Regions from separate parts of the Pan troglodytes genome. Here region 1 is linked to region 2. Evidence: chromatin contacts called from public HiChIP or PLAC-seq data. All regions are on one chromosome and are shown on one strand. Each heading gives the region's core, a stretch centred on a gene start, on an enhancer-like site or on the middle of the called end of the contact. The rest is flanking DNA. Distances are from core to core; before and after follow the strand shown. Region 1 holds the start of NEUROG2 (neurogenin 2). Region 2 holds the start of FAM241A (family with sequence similarity 241 member A).

Region 1 (5,357 bases), core at 2,506-5,005, 370 kb before region 2:
ACAGAACATTTCAGCCTCGTTTCATCTGGACAATCTTTTAGACCACACAAGTGCCTCTTGAATTTATTTAAGTTAAAAGAGTGCTAGAAGAGTACAGCTAAGGATATTTGGCATTAGTTATGCCTTCGCAAAGCTGAGTACAAATCGAAATTGCTTTCTTTTTCCTGCAAAACTAAGCAAAATGCTGAACAAATACAATTCTGCTATCTAGGCAACTGTGAGTATGAACAGTTGGTCTTTGGATTGTATGAGGTTGTCCTTGGGTGTTTCTTTTCTTTTTAAAAATGATATTTTTCACAGTGAGAAATATTTTCAGAAATGCTCTGTGATCAAGTGTAAGTCAGCTCTTGAAGGCTACAGTACAAACACACAACCAAAATTTTTAAGAGTTTCAGGGTATATAGAGAGCGTCTTTTTTTTTTTAACAGATGTACTTTAAAAAATTGTTTTATACTTTTTTTTACATTTTAAGTTCTGGGATATACGTGTGCAGAATGTGCAGGTTTGTTTCAACATGTGCTGTGGCGGTTTGCTGCACCTATCAACCCATAATCTAGATTTTAAGTCCCTGCATGCATTAGGTATTGGTCCTAATGCTCTCCCTCCCCTTGTCCCCCAGCCCTCTTCCCCCCACCCCCGCAGGCCCCAGTATGTGATGTTCCCCTCCCTGTGTCCACGTGTTCTCATTTACAGATGTACTTTTTATAGTAATCAGACATACATCACTGCATATGCCCAAAGAAGCCCTCATTAAAAAAAATAAAATTCTATAAACCCGATGATGGCTTTACGTTTAGTGATTAGAAATTGATTTATAGCAATGTTTGAATATGTACATAATCCTAAGTTTCTTGACATTGTTGGAATAGTTTTTCCTTTTGCAGGAAACTTCCAGAATAGGAAGTGTGTAGTTTACCTTAATACAATTTTACCATTACTAAGCATCTGTGTAGGATATACTTAAATATGCATTATTAACTTATCACTCACAGACAGTATAGAAGGTTTGGATTTTGTCACAGGAAAACATGTGCCCTTTCAGTGAGTCATAAAAACATAAAATCCTGGGAGAATAAAAAAACTGGAGAGTCAGATGTCCAAATACTGTTAACAATCAACTAAAGAAATCCATTGTGTGTTTCACTGGCACTAAGCATCAAACCCAGCTTGATCTCATTGTTATTTGGGGTTATATGAGGCTCACCAAGTTTCCCTTTAAGTCTCTACTTCTACTTAACTGGATTCCAATTCTGTTCTTCCCCCAAATATATTTTATCATTAAATCAACCCAGCACTTCCTAGCTAAACCAAAAGTTTAAAGCAACGTGTCCAAAGACAGGTATCTCCACTGACACTAAAATAAATTTTCCTTTGTTTTCATTACATTAATCTATTTTGGCTTGTATTTCTTTGCAGGCAACTCCTGTGAAGCGATATAGATATCTAAAGACTGAAAAACCAAGGTTCCTCCTATCATTCAGGTATTTGTTTTTAAAAGTCTTGATCATTTCCTCAGAACCTAGCTTCCTTGTCCTTATATTTTATTCAAATTTACAAACAAATTCTGTGTCTGCTCCCACATGTTCCTTCAGTCCCTACTGGACTGGACACATCCACATCCTTGGCAGGTTTTCTTTTAGGGGGACTATGAGAAGAGTGTTTTCTTTTAGGGGGACTATGAGAAGAGTATTTTCTTGTTTCGTATCAGTGATAATTGCCTATAAATTAACGCTCATGTGTACAGCAGCAAAGGTAAGCACTTCTAGCATAATTTTTGCTTGGTCAAACTTTTTATGAAGTTCTGATTCTGCAGGTTCATGATAGACAGAAACCCAAAGATATGTGAGAGGCAGGTGCTGTGTGCTAGAAACATTGAAAGTGTCTCTCTTTTCTTCTTTCATTTTCATTTCTGCACTTCTAACACATGAAATTTAGCTGTTCTAAAATAATCGAGGAGGAAACTGGCAAATGATGCTTTTATATTTTGGGAATTTGCTTTAAAAAGGGAGAATATGAAAACACAAACATCAAAGAGCAAAGTGGAAATCATGATAGTTTTCAAATAATTCCAAGACAGAAGGAAGTCTGAAGTTTGAAGAACTGCAATGGGTAATGCTCCTTTTCACAAGTTTCTAATTTTCATTTTCTTTACTTTGTGCCTTCCAATCCTCCTTGTTACCTCCCTGAAGAAAACATTAAACAAATTAAAGCCATGCCAAAATACTAACAGCTAATTTAACCACCCCGTCTTTGGAATACAGCTTGTTTCTAAGTCCTACAAACTGAGGGAGACAGAAACCAGAAGACAGCATTCTCTTTCCCTTCTACTCTTCCACTCCTAACACTCCAACTGTGCCTTGCCTAAAGTTAATTTGCAAAGGGGATCTCAAGGGACGCCACTCCGGTCTACTGAAGTCCGGATCCATCCCCATGTCGACAAGAGGGTGGGCATGAACGTGGGGAAAGTGGGGAGGGCTAACGAGCAATTCAGAACAAGTTTCCCCCGAGGTCCAGTAGCCCTTCAGCTCTTTTTTGTCATTGAAAAGCAGAATTGGGAAGATGGGCCCCTTGTCCCTACAACGCCCCCCAGCGCGGAGCAGAGGTCACAGAAATGTCAGCGCAGCGCATTTGCTTGCAGGAGCAGCAGCTCTGCCGCTCCTCCCGCTCGGTTCGCTGCCACCCACGCAGGAAGCCTCCTTGCTGTCCCTCCAGGCTATAAACTGGGTTAACCCCAGCAAAACCTGCATCAGTGCCCGGAGCCTCAGTTTCCTGTATGTAAAATGAGGGGGATCCTTTCAGCTCTAACATGTGAGTGATTTCATTCTCACATCCTCTGAAAGCTCATCAACTGCTCCCCTATCCGACCTCCCCTCCCAAGAGACGCCTGTTTGAATCCCCAGTGTCCTCTCCCTTCACTCTCCCACGCCGTTTCGACGGACCCCAAACACACTTGTTCACGAGGTGTCCACATCTCTCCATCCACGCCATTCTCCTCCCCTAACCAAATGAATCAATTTTAAAATCGTTTACTATTTGATACAACCCCTAAGAGGCTTTGCCAAGAGACGCCCGGCAGCACCACAGGGCTAACTGCTTTCCCCGGGATTCTGACCCCCATTAACTAATTCCTAGTTCCCATCACCCGGGAGTTAGGAGGGCCGGCAGCGCCGGGTGCGGTGCCTGCGCGCGCGCCGGGCGGGGGGAGCCTCGGCGGCAGCGAGGACGAAGGCGGGGGCGGTAGCACGGGTCCCCCCATCCGCCCCCAGCGCTCGGGCCCCTAATGAGCTGCTGAAAGGGAGCGGGCTCCGGTGCGCGTGGCTCGCAGGCCTCCCGGAGTCCAGGGCGCCCTGATTGGCCAGCTGCGCCTCGCGACCTCCATTCATTAATAAATTAGCGGCACGCTCCAGCCGAGCGCGAGCCACCAATCACAATGGACAGCGGCGGCGACAACAGCCGCAGCTTGAGCTTCTGCGGCCGCTGCGGCTTCGCCAGCTCCGGCCGCAGCCCGGAGCTCCAACAGGAGCTTTAGAACCATTTTATGCTGATTAGATAAAGGGGGAAAAGAGAGGCGGGGGTGGTGGGAGGAGGAGGAGGATGGATGGCAGGGCCAAGGGAGGGGGAAAGGCGGTGAAGAAAGAGAAAGAAATGAATGATGATAATGCAATGAAAAGAATAAGCCAGAGGAGGGAAAAGCGGGGGAGAAGGGGGGCAGGACTGACAGGAGGAGGAGGCGGTGGCGGGGAAGGAGGGGGCCCGGGGCAGATCTGATTGTTTTCTTGGTGGTATATAAGGGGTTTTAAGGAGAGTCGTGTGCCAGACACGCAGCCACTGAACCACAAGCAGCTTCGCTTTAACTGGAGTGCCTGGGAGTCGCGTGCCAGGAGCCGCACGGCCAGGGACTGACTGACAGACAGACACGCACCACCACCACAACACACGAGACCCGGGCGGGCCGCCGCCGCCGCCGCCGGGGCTCTTGGCAAACTCGCCGGTCGCAGAGGTCCCCCGCGGAGCTGCGCCACAGTAGCGCCGGGCTTGCAGCTTTCACGCCGCGCGAAGGACGCGGCGCTGCGCTCGCAGCTGCGCGGAGATTCCCGGCACACGCCAAAGTCACAGCAACGCTGAGGCACAGTTAGAGCCAACTAAGTAAGTATTCGAGCCACCGCTTCCAACTACGCAGGTGGTTTCCCCGCACTCAGTCCAACCACACCCGCACGCCCTCTGCTCCGCGCAGAATCTTTGTCGCGGAGGCCGCATTCCCTTCTCGGGGAGGGAACGCAGGACGGCCCGCGGAGGGCAGGACCCGGCTGACTGGCGGCAGGGTCACAGCGAGCGCTAGCGGCGCTCCTGACCTTGGTTAGCACTGCCTGGGTTTCTTCCTTCGCCTTCCTGCTCCGCGCCATTCGGAGCTGGTCTTCTCGGGTGCGCGCCGGAGCACGCCCCTGTGACACGAAGATCGCGCCTCTGTTTCTTTCCTTACACCTCACTGCCTTTTTCCCCTTCCTCTCTCTCTTCGGTAGGATGTTCGTCAAATCCGAGACCTTGGAGTTGAAGGAGGAAGAGGACGTGTTAGTGCTGCTCGGATCGGCCTCCCCCGCCTTGGCGGCCCTGACCCCGCTGTCATCCAGCGCCGACGAAGAAGAGGAGGAGGAGCCGGGCGCGTCAGGCGGGGCGCGTCGGCAGCGCGGGGCTGAGGCCGGGCAGGGGGCGCGGGGCGGCGTGGCTGCGGGTGCGGAGGGCTGCCGGCCCGCACGGCTGCTGGGTCTGGTACACGATTGCAAACGGCGCCCTTCCCGGGCGCGGGCCGTCTCCCGAGGCGCCAAGACGGCCGAGACGGTGCAGCGCATCAAGAAGACCCGTAGACTGAAGGCCAACAACCGCGAGCGAAACCGCATGCACAACCTCAACGCGGCACTGGACGCGCTGCGCGAGGTGCTCCCCACGTTCCCCGAGGACGCCAAGCTCACCAAGATCGAGACCCTGCGCTTCGCCCACAACTACATCTGGGCGCTCACCGAGACCCTGCGCCTGGCGGATCACTGCGGGGGCGGCGGCGGGGGCCTGCCGGGGGCGCTCTTCTCCGAGGCAGTGTTGCTGAGCCCGGGAGGCGCCAGCGCCGCCCTGAGCAGCAGCGGAGACAGCCCCTCGCCCGCCTCCACGTGGAGTTGCACCAACAGCCCCGCGCCGTCCTCCTCCGTGTCCTCCAACTCCACCTCCCCCTACAGCTGCACTTTATCGCCCGCCAGCCCGGCCGGGTCAGACATGGACTATTGGCAGCCCCCACCTCCCGACAAGCACCGCTATGCACCTCACCTCCCCATAGCCAGGGATTGTATCTAGAGCTGCCATTTCTGCTA
Region 2 (4,802 bases), core at 597-3,096:
TTTTCATTTTTTGTTTTATCCTTTTACTTTGTACCATAAGCAATTTTGGAAAGACCACAACTATTAGTGATGTCTACATAATCATACTAATGAAGTACACAGAAGCTTAAATGAAGTATTTTTATATGCTCCCTTACAACTATTTGAAAATTTACTTTGGAAACCCCTGCTCAAATGCACCCCCTCCCCACCCCCAAAGGAATTCTTGTGCTGTCTTCTTCACTTTTCCAGTTGAGCAATTTAAGTTAGAGGAAATCAAGCCCTTGAGCAAATGAGTACAGTTAACGGGAAAAACCACTAGGAAGGGAATCCGAAGAACAAGCTACCAAATTATTTGCTTGAGTCACTTTCTCTTATATTGTCACAGATGAAAAATTACACTCCACGTGGTGATCAAACCTAACGCTAAGGCATATTTTGTGTGCCGCACAGTGTTACTCTGTTTCCTAAGTAACCTATTGAAACAATATAAGGTATACATCTATTAATGCATTTAGTGATGATACTGGAATTTGTGAAATGTGACAGAAAGGACAGATGAAGAAAGATGAGGCGAGACAGGTATTAATTGTCCTAACAGTACAGGCTGTAATAAAGGCCAATAATCATTTGAATTCCTGCTCCTTAATGTGAGTCTAAAGAGCGGCTTACCTCAGGTATTTGGAAAGTCTAAATACTGCATTTGCTGTAGAAAATTCATCCAACATACAATTCAATTTTTAAAATTAAACCTTTTGCCTAATCTTTAAGATATTTGATGTTATAATGCCCATTATCACACTTTATTTAAATGAGATAAACTCAGCGAGTTTAAAAAATTACGCAACTTCTCTTTTCCCTTACTATGGCTGGCCTCTTATACTTCTTTCTCTTTAGTATAATACTAACCGAAAGCAATATTCTTGCCTCTCCACTTTTTAACTGAAGCTTTGATCTCATCTGTATTTATGAAGAACGTGCTCTGGGAGAGTCCCTGTCAAGACATCCATTGTAACACCCGCTCCTACTCATGCTTTCAGCGCTGCCCGTGGACGGAATCCACCCACACCTTCCAGACACGCTAGGTGTGGGCTCGGAAACGCAAGATGGAGGGCGGGAGGGGAGCCGCCGGCTCCTAAACCTGGCGCAGGGCACGGACTCGAAGTTGAAAAAGAAGTGTTTACAAGTGAGGCTTTTAAATAAATCACCGCTATGGAGGGCATTTCCTCCGAGCCCTGGGCGCCAGCCTGAGAATCCTCTGCCGGACGCCAGGGGACGAGCCACGCTGACCCCGCCAGACACGCGACCCCGGGGCCGGCGCTGGCGTCTGCACTCGCGCGACCCCGCCGCTCCTCCCGGGAGCGCCGTCTAACAGCTCCCGGCGGCGACTTCCCAGAGCGCCGCGGAGCCAGTGCCCACGCGGGGCAGACCTGCGGCGCGGCCCGCGGGCCGGGCCCCTTCCCTCCACCGCCGGGCGGGGCTCGCGGCCCCCGATCCGGCCGCTTCGCCGCCGCCCCTCCCCGCGCTCACCTGCTCGCTCTCCTTCGGCCGCTGATCGCGCCGCCGCGGGCTCGCCCCGGGATCCCGCTCGGTCCCTGCCGCCTCCCGCTCCGCCAGCGCGTCCCCGTCCTCGTCGCGTTCCCCGCCGTCGCCGCCCCGCAGCAGCTCCCCGGCTGAGCACATCCCGCAGCCAACTCCTGCCGCCCCGGACAGCCGCCGGAGGACCACGCCGCGACGCACCAGGCAGCGCCGCCGCCCGAAGGCTGCCCTGGGATCCGCCGCACCCGCCGCTGACAGGAGCCGCCGGAGCGCGCCCCGCCGGCCTGGGCGCCTGAAGTACCAGCCCGGCCCCTCCTGTCACTGGCTCGCCCAACCCCCGGCCGTCGGGGCGGAGCCATACAGGGGAGGGGCCAAGACAGGGGGCGGGGCCAACGGGGTGTGTGTGTGTGTGTGTGTGTGTGTGTGTGTGTGTGTGTGTGTGTGTGTGATTGAGAGAGAGGCCGACAGACTGAGAGAAGGGTGTTGTGTGAAAAACTATGGACATACACTGCATGAGGGAGATTGTACATGATGAGAGAGGCTGTGTGTATGTATGAGGGACATTGTGCGTAAGAGACCGTTAGAGCGTGAGAGACGCTGAGCGTGATTTGTGTGTGTGTGTGAGAGAGATTCTATATCAAACAAACTGCGTATAAGAGATTGTATGCACTTTGGGAGGCCGAGGCGGGCAGATTGCTTGAGCCCAGGAGTTGGAGACCAGCCTGGGCAACCCCATCTCTACTAAAAATACAATTAGCCGGGCGTGGTGGTGGCAGTGTGGTCCCAGCTACTCAGGAGGCTGAGGTGGGAGGATCGCCTCAGCCCGGGAAGTCGAGGCTGCAGTGAGCAGAGATCACACCACTGCACTCCAGCCTGGGCGACAGAACCAGACCCCGTTTCAGAGAGAGAGAGAGAAAGAGAGAGAGAGATTGTATGTGTATGCAAGAGACTGTGTGAGAGAGAGATTGTATGAGGGAACAACAGAAACTGAGAGAGATCAAGTGTGAAAGAGAAACTACTTGTGTCAGAGAGCCAATGGATATATTTAAGAGAAAGCGCATTTGTATAAGAGATGAGTGTGTGTGGGTTTGTATGTGAGAGAGAAACACACACATGCACCCAGTTACACTCTCCAGCAGGGTCCCCCTGTTCTTGCCTGAGTATCTGCCCATCCTTTTCAAGGAACACACATTTCACTGTCCCTCTTGTTCCTTTAGCCTCCTTTCCTAGTGTCTCACTGAAGGTCTGTGTATTTGTCCCTTTCTGTTGAGTGCTTCCTAGTGTGTGTTGTTTGTTGGAGCCTTGGGTCGTTTGATGGTGTATCAAATGATGTATCTTTCTGTAACTGGGTAAGAATATGTCTTTCTCAGTGGGTGGTGAGGGGAATATATCCAATTGATAATTATTTTTTGTACTACTCCATCCATTTTATTCAAGGAAAATGGAGGGGTGTTTAAATAAAATATCACATTTTTTCTGTGTATGCCTTATCTGTACATGGAGAAAATGATGGGTTATTGTACAGGTAAAATACAGAAAAGTAAATATGGAAAGTAAACATGTGTACACATGGAGAAGAGTAAGAGTTATTTGGGATCTTCTATTAAAATGTTTTCAGGCCCAGAGAAGGAATTAAAATAGGCAGACTCTCATAGGCTTATTTTAAAGAACTGTTTCCTGTTTTTTGTAGTCAGGAGATTCTCAGTCTTTCTCACACACCCACAATCTCTCATACACACAATCCCTCTCATACACACATGATTTCATATACATACAGTCTCTCTCACACATATACAACCTCTCGCACACACCATCTCTCACACATAGTTTCTCACACATGCCCTCTCTGATTGTCTCTCCCCCACAAACAATCTCTCTAGGGGCCAGAAAATATGCCGTTGGATATCAAAAATTAGAAAGAAAATGAATCTGGTTCATTCCCTTTCTTAAAAGTCTTTAAAACCCCAGAAAAGAGTATTTAATATTATATACATACAATCAGAAACAAATGTCACCATGGGAACCCAGTAGCCTCTCTGATGGGCCTCATTTTTTTTCCCCTGAAGGCAACATTTTCATTCTTGGAATTTTGGTTTGCCTATTAGTAGTGTTTCTTATAAAAACCAACTTTTTTTTTTGGCTGGGCGTGGTGGCTCACGCCTGTAATCCCAGCACTTTGGGAGGCCAAGGCAGGCGAATCACAAGGTCAAGAGATGGAGACCATCCTGGCCAACATGGTGAAACCCCGTCTCTACTACAAATACAAAAATTAGCTGGGTGTGGTGGCACATGCCTGTAGTCCCAGCTACTAGGGAGGCTGAGGCAGGAGAATCAGTTGAACCCGGGAGGCGGAGGTTGCAGTGAGCCAAGATCACGCCACTACACTCCAGCCTGGTGACAGAGCAAGACTCCGTCTCAAAAAAATAAAAAAATAAAAATCAACTTTTTTGGATAAAACTTTGGAATTATATACAGCAACCCAGAGAACATCAGCTCTTTACTGCCAACCCCATGAACTAAGGCACATTTTGAAGTTCTCCCTCATAGCGTTTGATTGGCAACTTGATAAGTCAAACAACTATGCACTCTTCAATCAGGCTAAAGTGAGCAGAAATTCCTTATATATAAATGGACTCAGAAGGCACAGAGTATTTATATAGCTGGGCAGGTACAATACAGAGGTTAGCTTTGTTCAGCTTAGGGGACAAGTCTTACAAAATTCCTTTAGAGTATACTGTCTGGTCTTTTGTAGATTCCGGCTTCTTGAGTCTTTGAGAAGTGTATTAATTCAGTTTTTTAGCAGGTATTTATTGAACGCTACTAGGCTTTAGGCCCAGGTCTAGGTCCCTATTCTCTTTTTGAACACTACTAGGCGTTTGGCCCAGGTCTAGGTCCCTATTCTCATGAAGCTTCATTTTAATCCAATTCTTGTGTTATTTTCTTGGCAGAAGCCAAGAACTTTTACCAAAGAGTAGCCAGAATCCTTGGATCTCCACCTAGGACTGAAGGCAGAACCTTTTTTTTTTTTTCCTAATATCATTTACCTTTAATTTAGTGAGTGAGTTTTTCTTTAAGCTGTTATTCTTTTGTTCATAGAGTCTGGTTTTTCCTGGAGATCTGGAGAACCACCTCTTTAAATAAATCTAGCATTTTACACAAAAGACATTAAACAGATTACAGCCTAATCTTATGGGAGGAGAGGGCTGTTTTCACTCTGCTGCACAATGTGAAAAATATACACATAAAGCTAGCACTGCCAGTTTCCCATGGGAAATATAAGATTG

The links. HiChIP or PLAC-seq counts read pairs in DNA pulled down with a chosen protein or histone mark.
Region 1: a contact with region 2 is called in an H3K4me3 HiChIP or PLAC-seq map of stem cell-derived excitatory neurons, with 2.1 times the contacts expected there. The contact joins the promoter of NEUROG2 here to the promoter of FAM241A in region 2. A contact is called at or near these places in 1 of 1 datasets of contacts at active chromatin or transcription factors (stem cell-derived excitatory neurons) and 1 of 1 other capture datasets (stem cell-derived neural stem cells).

What each region holds. Positions count from the first base shown.
Region 1 is chr3:113,973,321-113,978,677 of NHGRI_mPanTro3-v2.0_pri, reverse strand. It overlaps NEUROG2 (neurogenin 2), which reads left to right and starts at 3,755. Exons shown (of 2, transcript XM_001142826.8): 1 at 3,755-4,146; 2 at 4,521-5,357. The coding sequence starts at 4,522. The coding sequence ends at 5,340. LOC107974373 (a long non-coding RNA gene) reads right to left here and starts at 3,376. Exons shown (of 2, transcript XR_001717086.4): 1 at 2,951-3,376; 2 at 1,963-2,183.
Region 2 is chr3:113,599,163-113,603,964 of NHGRI_mPanTro3-v2.0_pri, reverse strand. FAM241A (family with sequence similarity 241 member A) reads right to left here and starts at 1,846. Exons shown (of 2, transcript NM_001243959.1): 1 at 1,510-1,846. The coding sequence starts at 1,662.